2 separate regions of the Mus musculus genome follow, and region 1 is linked to region 2. The links are chromatin contacts, called in public promoter capture Hi-C maps. All regions are on one chromosome and are shown on one strand. The core of a region is the stretch at or near the end of the contact, and the rest is flanking DNA. Distances in the headings are between cores, read along the strand shown. Region 1 overlaps Il16 (interleukin 16). Region 2 has its middle 52 kb from the start of Gm36817.

Region 1 (7,095 bases), core at 2,553-5,052, 570 kb after region 2:
ACAACTTTGCTTAAAATGGCATGTGGGGAAACTATCTGACCCCAGGAGGTACACACAGGGGCCAAGGGAACTGTCTTCTAATGTTGCCTAAGTTAAGACCTAAGCCCACTCAGAAGAAAAGCACATCCATTGCGTACCTCACTGGTTTTAAGTTCTTTAAATAGCATTCTTCATTTGTTTAGTTATTGTATTTACAGCACAAACCTAAGTATCAGAGGACAATGTGTAGGAATCACTCCTTTCCCTCCACCACATGAGGACTGACCTCAGATCATCAAGCTTAGCAACAGCTCTATTACCCACTGAGCCTTCCTGCCAGCCCCAATTTTGATTTTGTTTGAGGCAAGGTCTTAGGTATCCGAAATTAGCTTCAAGCTATCTGTGTAGTTAAGAATATCCCAGGGGCATGGATTCAAGCCATGTGCCACCATATTGTTTTATATAGTGTTGGAAGTCAAATCCAGGCTTCTGTTCTACTAGAAAAAAACCATTCTACCAACTGAGCTCCACTCTGAGATTCTCAAGCTTAGTGCCAAGTCAGCACCCAACTTCGGGCTTCCCTCTGCAGCACCTAGGGTGACACCATACACTTATTGAAGTTTCTTTCTCTATGAGGAGGGCTGCTGTCTCGAAATTCTCCTTAAAACAGCCCTATGAGGAGCTGGATCAGATACCAAGTATCCACCTACTATTTAGGTAGAGTTACCACAAAGCCAGAGTGAGCTTCAGGACCAAGAGGTCCAGAGTCAGCAGAGGGCAAATTGAACCTCAGTAGCACAGAAGACTTGCTAGAGAAATGCTTGGCATCTGGTTCTAGAGCAAAGCTGAGACTTCCCTAGGCAACCATGCATGACAGCAAGCATAGTGTCCTCTAGAAGAAAAGGCAAAGCCAGGGCCCCATTCAGGTGATGCTTCTGATGTATTCATGTGTGGAAGAGAAATATTTTACTGTGCTGGGGTGGCTCTCAAGTCCTGCGCATTCGGGAGTCACCTCTGTGAGGTGACTGCCATCCATATCTACAGATTGTTGGATGATTTTACAGAGAAGCATATCCAATGCCATCAAACCATCTTAGAAAAGACCTTAGTGTATGTCTGTGGTGGTTTGATTGAGAATGGCCTCCAAGGCTCATATATTTGAATTCTTGTTCCCCAGTTGGTGCAGTTGTTTAGGAAGGATTAGGAGGTGTGGCCTTGTTAGAGGAAGTATATCACTGGAGGTGGGCTTTGAGGTTTAAAAAGCCCACACCATTCCAATCCACCCTCCTCTACTGCATTGTTGTCTCAACATGTAAGCTCTCAGCTACTGTTCCAGCACCAGGCCTGCCTACTGACATTCTCCTCGCCATTATGGTCATGGACTCTGACCCTTTGTAATTGTAAGCCTAATAAGCTCTTTGTTCTCTATAAGCTGCCTTGATTGTGGTGTCTCTTTACAATAATAGAAAAGTAACTAAAGCAATATCTGTGTGTCTGTCTCACTTTTCTTTTTTTAAATGAACTTTGCTTTGTTTTGTTTTTTATTTTAAAAAACTTACAAAGAAATAAAAAAAAAATCACACTCTAGAATTAACCAGACTCAAAGGCTATACAACTTATATACAATTCGAATTGGGCTTTGAAATGAAAGCCGTGAAGCTTCATATTAAATTTTACATTTCCAGGGTCAGATATAATGTATGTACTTATTTGCCACTCAAAGCAGAAAAATCCACGATCACATGATCACTACAACTTTCCATCCCCTTTCCAACTTGTTCTCACCACCTGCATCCAATCCTTCCTTGTCCCTTATACTCAGCTTTCCTCTTTCTGTCTTTGTGTGATATATCAACACATTTGTTTACATGTGTATATATAGTATTGGCTAAATCCAACATGCTCTCATATAAACATGTGCTTTACTTCTGAGACTCTATGGCTTGGGTTAATAGTATACATTCTATGTCATCTGTTTTCCTGAAAAAACTTTTTTTCTGATTTTTTTTATTTAACTTTTCTTTAGAGCAGAGAAATATTCCATTTTGTGGCTATCCCTTTCTTCTCTTCTCTTCTCTTCTCTTCTCTTCTCTTCTCTTCTCTTCTCCTCTCCTCTCCTCTTCTCTTCTCTTCCTTTTTCTCTCCTTTTTCTTCCTCATGTGTACTTGTATGTATGTGTCCTTGTTCCTGTGAGTATATGGGTGTAGAGGCCAAAGGGACTTCAGGTGTTGTTCCTCAGAAACTACATACCTGTGTTTTGAGATGGTCACTCGCTGGTTCAGAGTGCCCCAAATAGGCAAAGCTGGCTGGCTACCAGCCCCAGGGATTTGCCTGCCTCTGCCTTTCCATGTTGGTCTTGTGATGTTGTTTTTGATGTGGGTTCTTGGACTGGGCCAGGACCTTATGGTTCTCTGGAGCTCCTTTATTGATTAGTTGTCTTCTCAGAACCCACATTTTACCTTTTAATCAACACCTCTTACGTTGCATTATCTTTGGAAAAGGTCTTTTAAATTAATCCCAAACTTAATTTGATTTCTACACAAAATTTATTCAGGCAAATGTTCCCTGGCTCAGCACTTGGTGAATGAGGGGAGAGGGAGGAGGTAAGGCAAGAGGATGAGAGATGGGGACTAATCAGAGAATACAAAATCATTTTCTTAAATGTGAGTGGTATTTTAAGACAGTGTGGGTGCCCACAGAGCTCCCACAGAGGCCGGATTGGGCATCAGATCCACAGGAACTGGAGTTACCGGTGATTACTAGCCTCCGTGTAAGTGCGGGAATGGAGCTTGGATCTTTTAGAAGAGCAGCCAGTGATCCTGAGTCATCTCTCCAGGTTCATGGGAAGTATCTTGAAGGTCATTTGGGTACAGGAAATTGGGTTACCTTCAGTTACATTAAATGTAACCTGTCGTACATATCTGCTTGAGAAGGGTCTTAGGACCCTAGAGAGAAAAGACTACAGACAGAAACAAGAGAAGAAGGTAGGAAAAAAGAAGGGAAGAGGGAGAAAAGGGAGAGAGAAGAAGGGTTGAAAATGGAATCACAGGCAATAAGATCCATTGAGAAAGGTCTGGGAGTGGCCAAGGCTGTTAAGAATGGTGTAGAAGGTCAACTGCTTCCTGTTTTCTGTCAGACTAGAAGCCTGTCTTTGTGATCTCTCTGCCAGCACAACAATGCTCTGTTGGTTGAGTGAATAAGTTACAGAAGGGTCTACTGGCCATGTGGGATGATGCAGAGAGGACAAAAGAGCAGCCACAGAACGGCCTTTGTGTTAGTGTGGACCATATTGCTGGTGTGAACAGGGAAGGAAGCCAAAGGCAGGGCAGATTGCTCAAGATGTGGGATGCTGAACAGAGAAATCAGAGAGAGAGATAGAGAGAGAGAGAGAGAGAGAGAGAGAGAGAGAGAGAGAGAGAGAGAGAGAGAGAGAGAGTGCACATGCTCGCACATACATGTGTTTATATTTGTCTGTGTGCTGTCTTAAATACCTTGGCTCCTTGCCTGGCCTTCCCTACAGAACACCTGCTTCCTCCCCTGGCTGTCTTACTTGGCAATGCTCCTTGCCCGACATGTGGCCCCACCCAATCAGGAAGCCAAAGAGATTCATCAAGGCACCTGTTCTCCTTTCCTGGGTCTGCAGGAGGAAAGCAAAATGTCTACCCTTTCAACATTTCCTTCTGGTTTGCCTTCTAGATTCTGCCTCAGATCCAAATGAAGTGTTTGCTGAAGGGGGAGTCAGGGAAACACATTCACAGGATACCCCGCCCTCTCTGGTTGCTAGTCAGCCCGGCACGTTCAGCTGCCTGAAAGTCTGTACTTCCTGTTTGGTAACACAGCTCCTCCTTCACTGTGTCTTCACCAAGGAACTCAAGAATTTCCTTCCCCATCCACCTCACTGAAGCTTGTCAATGGGCAGTTTGACAAATCTCCTGCTTTCTTCTAGGGGATTTCCAGAGGCCTTACTTCACCCCTAGCAGCCTTCACTGCACGCCTCAGCAACACAAACTTAAGTAAGTTCTTCTTCTGTGAAACTGGGAATCTCACCCTCAGACCCGGGGAAGGATGAACTAAAACAACGTGCGTGAACATATCTAGCATAATGCCTATGGTGGTTTGAGTAGGGACAGCCCTCATAGAGTTGTGTGTTTAAGTGCTTGGCCAATAGGCACTGGCACTAGTAGGGAGTGTGGCTTTGTTAGAGTAGTTGTGGCTTTGTTGGAGGAAGTATGTCACTGTGGAGGCGGGCTTTGAGGTCTTATATGCTCAAGCTATGCCCAGTGTGGCAGTCTCCTTCTGCCTGTAGATCAAGATGTAAAACAAAGCCCCTCCAGAACCATGTCTGCCTACCTGATGTCATGTTTTCCACAATGACAGTAATAGATTAAACCTCTGAAATTGTAAGTCCAATTAAACGTCCTTTATAAGAGTTGCCATGGTCTTGGTGGCTCTTCACAGTAATAGAAACCCTAAAACAGTGTCCTTTGTTGAAAGGGCTCAAGTTTCAGCAGCTGCCTTCCTGTCTACCTACCATCCTTTGGGTGTAAAGCTAGAGGAAGAAGCTCCAAGAGAAGTTATGGTGCTGGAGTCTTCAATATACGGAAGGGAAGATCTAAGTCTCACAACAGCCTGTAGAGGGAGCCACTCAAAAAGCCCAAAGTAGCAGCTAAGGACACCTAGACTTAGAGAGGATGGTTTCCGAGTCTCCCCACCTCCAGAAGGCAAAGTTAATTTCTCGCGAACATCTTGTACTCCCACAAGCAATCATTCTCCCTCTGCTTTAGCTATTGGGGTGACTACTTGTGGTTAGCAGAGCATCTCAGATTCCTGGACTCAGCCTCCCCACCACAAAGTAACCCTGCTGCTGATACACCAGCGCGTGAGCCATGTGACCCGCGAGTGTTACTGCCAACAGTTGGCAGGCCCGGAACTTCCGGTTTGGTTCTGCGAAGCTTCATATGTCTCTGCACAGTGAGCTTAAAGAGAGTGCTTCTCTATGCCAGAGTACAGGAAGCCTGCAGACATTTCTAATGCTCAAGGGCAGCAGCTTTGCATGTTGCAGGGGACACACGTCCCACTGAGCACACCCTCCTACCTGGCTGCAGGTGGGCAAGGTGTGCCCAGAAGGGTCTGTGACCTTCTCTTTCTCCTCCAGTTTCTTCTGAGGCTCGCTGTCATTTTTAAAGTATTTTCTGGGTGGAGGCTTGGGTTTGGAGGATGTCGGCTTTCTCACCAAAATCTCAAAAGATTTCTTCAGTCTCAGTGGTGGGTGGCTCTCTCTTTCCAAGCTCTCAGGAAGGGGTGGGCTCTCCTGCTGAGGCCTGGATGGGACCCCTGGGCACGGCTCTTGCTCCTCCCCTGGGGACAGGCTGGGACTGTGTGTGCTGCCTTCCCTCTCAGAAGGCTGTGGCTCCGCACCTGCACTGCAGGGACTTCCCCCTGGTGACCCAGACATGTAGCTGCTGTCACTGCTGGATCGGACCATGATCTTCTGGGCCCTTCGATGTGGGGGCGCTGAGTGCTTCTCACGTTCTTTCTCCAAGGTAGGCCGCCCATGCCAGCTGCTCTCCAGCCTTTTGACACCTGCATGGTAAGCACAAGGAAACATTCAAACTGAGCCTCAAAAGACCAGGTGGACCACAGGCAGCACCCTGTGCATCCAACTGCTCTAGTAGAAGACTCGTAGCCTGGGTAGCCTTGGGTTCAGACTCCGATGAGTTTTCTAACGTTGAGTTAAGAGCATCATTCAACCTTTCTGAGCCTGCATGTGACAGCCACAGGGACACACCACTCATACCACACAGCATTACTATTCATGCAAGAGCTCAGTGCCCCAATTGTGGGAAGACTGGTGAGCTACCATGCCAATGTGGGAGGGATTTTAGTTTCAGGGTCTGGTGGAGGTGAGGGCAGTTTATACAGATCTACCCATTCCTGCCAACTCATTCTGACTTGAGTAGATCATGCTAGCTGCAGAGCCCCAGCACTGTCTGATCTCAGTTCCACCAAACTCTACTCCTCTATTAAACTCCCTCTATAGGAGCAGATCCCAAGGAAATCTAAATTATATCTTATGTGCTACGCGCTATCTGGGATGAGCCTAACACTCCACTTCTGCTTGTGTGAAAGGAGCTGCAGTTCTACCTGCTAAGCTCTCTTTGAAGTTCAAGAGCAAAGAAAGAAAACATTTGGAGGTGCTTTGAACCTTACACCTGAAGGGGTACCATCTTCCAACAAAAGAGGGGCAGATGCAGCCCGCCTGCCTCCCTTCCTTTCTTACTCCACACCCATGGTTTCCTGAACAGTGGCATTGGCACATCTCTAAGATGCTTTCTAGTTCTTCCTAGTGACAAATGGTCACAGGTACCCCTTTCTTGAAGCTGCAACTCAAGGCAATGGGAGCCACAGAGACCTAGTGACTTATGGATTCATTCAGTAGAACCAGGAGAGCTAAAGGGACCCTTATGAGAAAACATCAAAGTGAGTGAGACTCCAGTCCAAACACACTTTAAAGGAAAAGCTTTTGCTCTATCTTGGTCACAGAATAACACATCTTTATTTGAGAGACCTAAATCACTGAAGGAAGGCATAAAAGCTAACATCCCCCTGCATCTGATCATCTTCTCCTCTTCCACTATTAAGAACAGCGAGTGACAGTGTTGGGGATGGGAGGGATTCCCTGTCACTCCCCTGTGCTTCTGTGCATATGGGATGTGTAGAGCCCTGAGTAGGACATAGCGGAAATAAAATGGGGTCCTGCCATCTCCTCTGAATATTTTCCCACATATTTCAGCTTCCTTGACAATATCAGGTTGTCCTTGCATATGGATGTTCCAAGGTGACCTGGCTAATGCCCAAAGGCTAAGCACAGGAACCACCTAGCAAGCCAGGTCCCTGACCAGTTTTTCCATGGACTGGTAACATGACTGGCAAGGCATCTTCCAGGGCCTTGCTTATTTTGATAATATGTACATAAAAATTAGATGTGAGGATGTAGTGAAATAATACATTACATTAAGATTAATTAGTAATTACCAGTGCTTATTATTACAGAGTAGGGACTGCAAATTTGAAGCCTACTGGGGCACTATCTAGGCAAGGCCTACAGCTACCTCT
Region 2 (6,415 bases), core at 2,878-5,377:
CCTGGCTCAGGCTTTCTGAGGACATGCCTGAATTGCTTCTATTATCTCCTCGGTCCCTAGTGCAGTGTCTAGCTTGGAATGGGGACTTAATATTTCTTTAATGAATAATAAATAAAGGGATGAATGAAGGAATAAACAGGTCAAGAATTTATTATTTTCTATTTAACAGAAACCCTTTCCTCGTGACTACATATTCTCAGTTTCTCAGACCTCAGCTGGCTCTCTTTATGATTCTGCAGGGTAATTTGCATAACCATGGGAATAAATGCCTCATGTGTAGATGAGGGTAGGACTTTATTTTCCAGTGAGCTGGCTTAGCCATACTGTAGAGTTATTAATACACTTCATGCCTCTAGGCAATTTGACAAGAAAGAAAATACAAACCAATAATCATTAAAATCATACAAAGACTATTTAGTCCTTTCTAAATTCATGCTTCAGGGACTCACTTGAAGGAGTGAATGAGGACTCGGCTCAATGTCTCAAATCTCATCTAGGGGAATGCACTCTCTGGAATCTACACAGCGCTTTTAATTTAGCCCAGCCATTCTTTAGACCGGTAGGCTTCTAGGTGGGAAAGTCAAAGAGAGAAGCAGGTTCAAGCCTAGACTGGGGTGGCTGGGGATGTTTTGTTTTAGGGGCTTTGGGTTTTAATCTGTAGCACAAGTTCCATGTGCTTCATGTATGTCCAGGGAATGAGAGCTAAGCTTCCTCTCACGGCACCTGGTGTAGGGTTGAAACATGCAGCTTGACCCTTGGGAAGTGGGTTGCAGGTAGAATAAGAAAAAAGGACAAATGAACATGCTATTGACAGAATGCATGATGGGAAACAAGGACCCTTCTTTGGACACTACTTACCCCGAGTGCAAAATGGACTTGAAGCACATGGAAACTTGTGTGACTTTCCTTTCCTGTAGTCAGGGTTTTGTACAGCACAGGCTGGTCTCAGATTCTCTAGGTAGCTGATGTTGGCCTTGAACTCCTGACCCTCCTGCCTTCCCCTCCCACAAGTCTGGTTTCTTTTCCCTGTATCTAAATGGGAAGGAGGTGAAACATCCACACTCTCACTGCTGGTGCAAAGCACTAGGGAGACATCTTGAAAATATTTTTAAGTCTTAAAGAGGCTGGAAATTGTATGCTACACCAGATCTTAATTGAGGATATCTGGAGGGATTTTTGGCAATATCTGGGAATTGATATCTTTTGAGTGGAGCTGGGGTACTGGAAAACACCCACAGTGTGCAGAAATACACTCATCACAGATAGTCTATTGGTCCCCGAACACCATCAGTTCCTGTCTGCTGAGAATCCTGGTCCACTGGACTAGACAAACAGACAAGAACTTTTATACTTATCTGGCCACACTGCCCTGGAGCACCTGCCGTCAGGGCAGGCTGAGACACAGTGGACCTTCAGTGCACAGCCGAGGGGAGGAGATAGAAGCCAGTCCTGGTGAGGGAGGTTGCCTGACCCCAACGCTGCTCTCTGTGGAGGCAATGGACTCTGTTAGATTAGTAGTCTGGTAGCTTCTGGGAGGTTGCTTATTTACTGAGTTTGTTCTAAGATCTTGGCTTTGCTGTGTAGAACGTGGAGCTTTTGTTCTGTAAAAGGAATCTTGACCTTGGAGTTGGATACAGTTGGGTTTGTGTCTGAGGTTCACTGCCAGTTGTAGCCACCCCGACCTTCTCTCCTCCTCCCATCTTTAAAATAAATTCCCATTATTCTATCATTTCTAAGTCATTCCCTTCATATTCGAACATTTCTTGGAACTTGGTAGCATGTCAAAATTTACTTGGAAGTGATCTTTTTCTGATACATAAAATAATATTCAATCCAAATGGTCTCCACTTCAAAAAAGAGTGGTTAGGGTAACACATCGTGGCAAACTAATCAAATACTGACACCTCAGGGTGGAATTAGAGAAGAAAGCAGTCCTCACTTGGAGGGTTTCCAAATTACTTCCTTCCTCTTACTTGAAGCTCAACTCTCATTCAGGAGAAGAGCATAGACTCTCATTTGTATGTCTTACTTGATATTTAATATGTGCCTGACTTCTTTGAACTGTGTGTTCCGAGTGCTGCCTCGTGTGAGTATGTGTATGCTTGTTTTTGTGTATGTATATGTGCATGCGTGTGTCTGTGTGAGTGCATGTGTGTACATGTGCATGTGTGTGTGTGTTCATGTGTACACACATGCTTGCCTGATTACACAGGACTACAGAGCACAGGCTTTGATGACCATACACATCAGAGGAGACAAGCCGTCCCTGCCTACCCCAAGCTCATCCTTTCTCCTGCTCTGGGCTGGCTTTTGCCCAGAGCTGAACATGGCTGTAGGTAGACAAAAGCTTTCTGCATCTGGAAGGAGACTGGGTAGGGTATGGGATGGTGCACTGGCAACACCAGGACCAGGGCTGATATACATCTAGACAGGTTTTTTTTTCCCCTGAAAGGCTATTTTCTAGTTTATTTTTAGAAAAGGACAGGGCTAGTTGAGTGCTTAGCTTTGAGAGTTAATAAGACATGGGTGAATTTCATGTTACTCTTCACTTTAGTTGCTGGACAGCAATAGAAATGAATGTCTTATTGTTAACCTGGATGGATGTGTGCACGACAGCTGTCCCGGGAGAGGGCTCCTGCCTGCTTGCACTGTGTGTTTGCATCCTAGCAGCCACAGTGCTTCGTGCAGACAGCTCACATTGCAAACAAGATGTCTGGGGGAGTCTCAGAAGGCTTCTATCCCCGATGCCCTCACAAACTAATGCTATTGTGTGGCTATTGTAACCTTTCTCAGCTGCAAGTAACTTGACTATCATCTTCAAGGCCAGTGGCTTCTAGTCAAGTGTGAAGGGAACACAAATGTGCCCATGACAGGGCACTGGGCAGAATGAAAAGGCTGCCTTTGTCCTTTAAGACCTTCACAGGGATTTCTTGAGCTTCGTGTCTTTCCAGTGGTGCAACTCCTTTTGTTGTATCTTCCACTGCTCACTTAGGTATGAGAACTGGACGAGTAAAAATGAATTTTACTGAGAGATATCAGTAGCTGAGAAAATGGTGCAGTGGATAAGATGGCTGTGCGGACACAAGTGCCTGGGTTCAGATCCCCACCTTTCATGTAAAATCTAGGCATGACTGTATATGCCTGTAACTTCAGTGCTCGAGGGGAGACTTGTCAAAACAGGAGGTTTCCTGACAGGGGTGCCGTGGCCAGTCAGTCTAGCCTACCCAAAAATTGGCAAGGTTGAGATTCTGTGAGAGACTGTCTTGAGGGAGTAAGAGAGAGAGTACTAGAGCTGGACACATGCTGTCCTGCTGTCCTTATGTAGTCTCCTGATGTATATGAATTCACATACCTGTGAACGAACATGCACAAGCGCCTTCACATGCATGTGACACATACACACACACTCAAACACACACACACACACACACACACACACACACACACACACACACACACACACACACACAGGGTCCCTTCTTTCAGCTTAAAATCTTATCAGTCAATTGTCCAGAAGGCAGGAGTGCAGAGCCAGCAGACAGAGGTAGGCATGGAGCTCCCCTGGTAACTCACACAGAGCTGGCTCAGACTTCCCATTTTCTAGAGAACAGTGGGAACTCCACCTGTGGCCAGATTTGTTCTCAGCAGACATTCCTGCCTACAGGCAAATCCCCTTGACCTCAGGAGAACTTTGAGAGAACTAGTGAGGCCCCCCTTCCTCCCCTTGTTTAGCTGCTGAATTCCCCCTGGCTGCTCCCTGCCCCTGGTGGAGGTTCCTCCCAATCAGCACACAGGGGACTCCATGGAACGGTAACAAGATATTTCAGACAGTGGCGAGCCATTCCAGCCTCCTGGCCTTTGTTCCTCCTCACATTTCAGGACTGCAGCCTTGCACCTTGGCGGGGGACGTCAGCAGTTGCTGCCGATTTATCCTAGATTTGGATAAAAGTCAGGGTTTTGATTTCAGCTCTCACCAAGACTGCTGGAAATGGATCCAGCAAACAGGCAAGAAACGGAAATTGCAGTTTCTCTGCTGTGAGCGTCATCCTTTGTGGGTCTGGTACAGACTGATGCATTCAGAACTGGACATTTATGGAGTTCTTCCCTACCAGAGGGCCTAGGCACCAGCTGGATAGGAAGTTCCACAGAGCAGCAGATGATGTAAGACGGGGGTGTGGCCAGGGAGCTCAGGAGTGACAGCTCAAATGCCCTTAGTCCCATTTTATTTCCAAGTAGGTGGACAATCTAATAAGCAATTGGCATTTCCTTAGAAAAACTTCATGATGTCACTAATAAATGACAGTTTGCACTTCTAGCCTTGATAGCACTTGAACCCCCGAGGATTGACACCTTTGTGATGCGTCCTTAAGTCTCTGCTTCTCCGTGTGTCAGATGCAGGGCTCCCAGGTAAAACTGTTTAAGCCTAATGACCTGAATTCTGTCCTCAGCACTCAAGGGATAGAAGCGAGAACTAACTCCTGCAACTTGTCCTCTGCCTCTGCACATGCACTGGAACACCTCCCCCCCCCAAAAACACATGCAAATAAAATGAAACATCAATAAGTAAGGTGCTGGGCTCTAGCTAGTATGTCTTTAACATTCCTCTTTTTTAGAATTTGTGATAAAATATGCATAGCAGAAAATTTAGCATCAGTCCGTTTTAAATGCACAGTTCAGTGATATTATGTAACTAACACCCAGCCGCTTTTTCCTCTTGAAGTACTGAAATTATATATCCGTGAAACAACAATGATACTTTGTTCCCCATCCCTGGAAGATAGTGGAAGATAGTGGAGATCACACACTGTTGTCTGATGCTTGGAGCTGACCACTCTAGGCACCTTGTACATATGGAACTGTGCATGCTTTTTCTCTTTGCTTGGCTTTTTTTTTTCAGTGTCCTGTCCCTGGGGTTTCATCTGTGTTGTAACTTGTGTCAACATTTCCTCTTGTCCCCAGGCTGACCAATGTTTCATTGACTGTGTAGACCATGCTTTTTCCAGCCACCATACTTCAGTAGGTCCCCAGGTCCCCTCTGTCTGCTGGCTACTATGAATGATGTGAGGACTATGGTGTATAGACATGGCTCCCATACACTGTTTTCATTCTTTAGAGTGCATGTGGGGAAGTGGCTTCGCTGGCTGCTGTGGTGACTGTGTTGTTGGTCTTTTGGAAGTTGTCATTTTGATTGTTTTCTACCACTCTCGTGTCTCCTTTGGTTGTGCCATTTTACATTCATGCCATTACTGTGGTGAGTTCTAGGATCTCCACTACCTGGTCACCATTTGGTTTTATTTTTCATTTGTTTGTCTCGATAGCATGGGAAATGGATGTCCCTTTCCGTCATAAAAGCTGCCCTATTCTAAGACTTCTTTCCTCTTTCTCTCTGCCCTTTCTACTTTTAACAAACTGACTCTCATGGGAGATCCAGGCCTTGTCTGGTTTTCCACACCACCATCAAAACAACCCAAAAAGAATGCTCGAGATTTTCATTGGGGAAGGGGGGTGGGTAGGACAGATAACCAATCTTTGTTGCTCTTAATGGATCTTTGTTGCTCTTACATGGAAATGGGTTAGATGTGATCATTTTCTTCTTCATCAAACACATGGGTGTCTACTGAATGCAAGGTGTTCTGGCTTGCTAATGCAGAGATTATTAAAATAAATCAGAAGCGGCTCTGACTTTAGGAGTCTCCCGGTCATGGTAGAGGGAAGCGAACACTGTCTCAGGTGTACCTGGGCAGGGAAGGGAGGGGATGAGGGTTAATCCTTCCATGTGGGGTGTGCAATGGCATCTCTCAGCTTTCGCCTGCACTTCCAAGAAGTATGTATTAGGGATTTAGTCTTTTGAGATATTCCGTGAAGAAGAAAGGACCCCTTCATCACATAGTTGGTAGAAGGTGCACTTTATCATCTGCCTTGGAGATGCACAGAGAGTATGGTGAAGGCTCTAAGAAGCTATTTCATAAAGAGATCGCCTCATTTTCATGCAACCCCTGCCGCCACGTCCACGCCACAGGCTAGATTCAAACCTTTAGAGCCCTTACTCTTGTCTTACGGAAACACGGATTATAAGACATGCCATGGAGGTGTCTGGTCATGCCCAGACTTGTCTCCCACTGTTTCTACAACCTCTCCCAGGTCATCTGTCTTTCCACTTTCTAGCCCTGCAGTGTGAATAGTAGTTATACAAAAGCCTGAGAAAATAAGTGACCGAGCCCTTACTTATTGCCAGCATGACTGTGGAGATCAGGGTATGCATAAAACAGTGATTTCTCAGGCTGGGCCTTGCCTTAGGAGACTTCATTTTCAAGCAGCTTTTGATTCAGTGTTGAGGGAGAGTGATGGTTATAGCTCCAGGGTGGACTCAGAAACTGCATCGTCTGTCAGGAGCTACTCAGCAAACACAGACAGA

Evidence for each region. Promoter capture Hi-C pulls out the DNA fragments that hold promoters and counts their contacts.
Region 1: a contact with region 2 is called in a promoter capture Hi-C map of neutrophils. The contact joins two enhancer-like sites. A contact is called at or near these places in 4 of 39 promoter capture datasets (frontonasal cranial neural crest, hippocampal neurons, neutrophils and 1 more) and 1 of 115 datasets of contacts at active chromatin or transcription factors (large pre-B cells).

Annotation. Positions count from the first base shown.
Region 1 is chr7:83,655,724-83,662,818 of GRCm38.p6, forward strand. Il16 (interleukin 16) reads right to left here. Exons shown (of 19, transcript NM_001360087.1): 12 at 5,075-5,562. Among named protein-coding and RNA genes, the nearest start is that of Stard5, 27 kb to the left of the region's middle. Within about 2 kb of position 3,803, at least 149 of the 459 cell types and tissues checked have an H3K27ac peak or open chromatin away from gene starts, as enhancers often do. A contact at or near this core is called in neutrophils, where this site is marked.
Region 2 is chr7:83,085,689-83,092,103 of GRCm38.p6, forward strand. No RefSeq gene overlaps it. Among named protein-coding and RNA genes, the nearest start is that of Gm36817, 52 kb to the left of the region's middle. Within about 2 kb of position 4,128, at least 57 of the 459 cell types and tissues checked have an H3K27ac peak or open chromatin away from gene starts, as enhancers often do. A contact at or near this core is called in neutrophils, where this site is marked.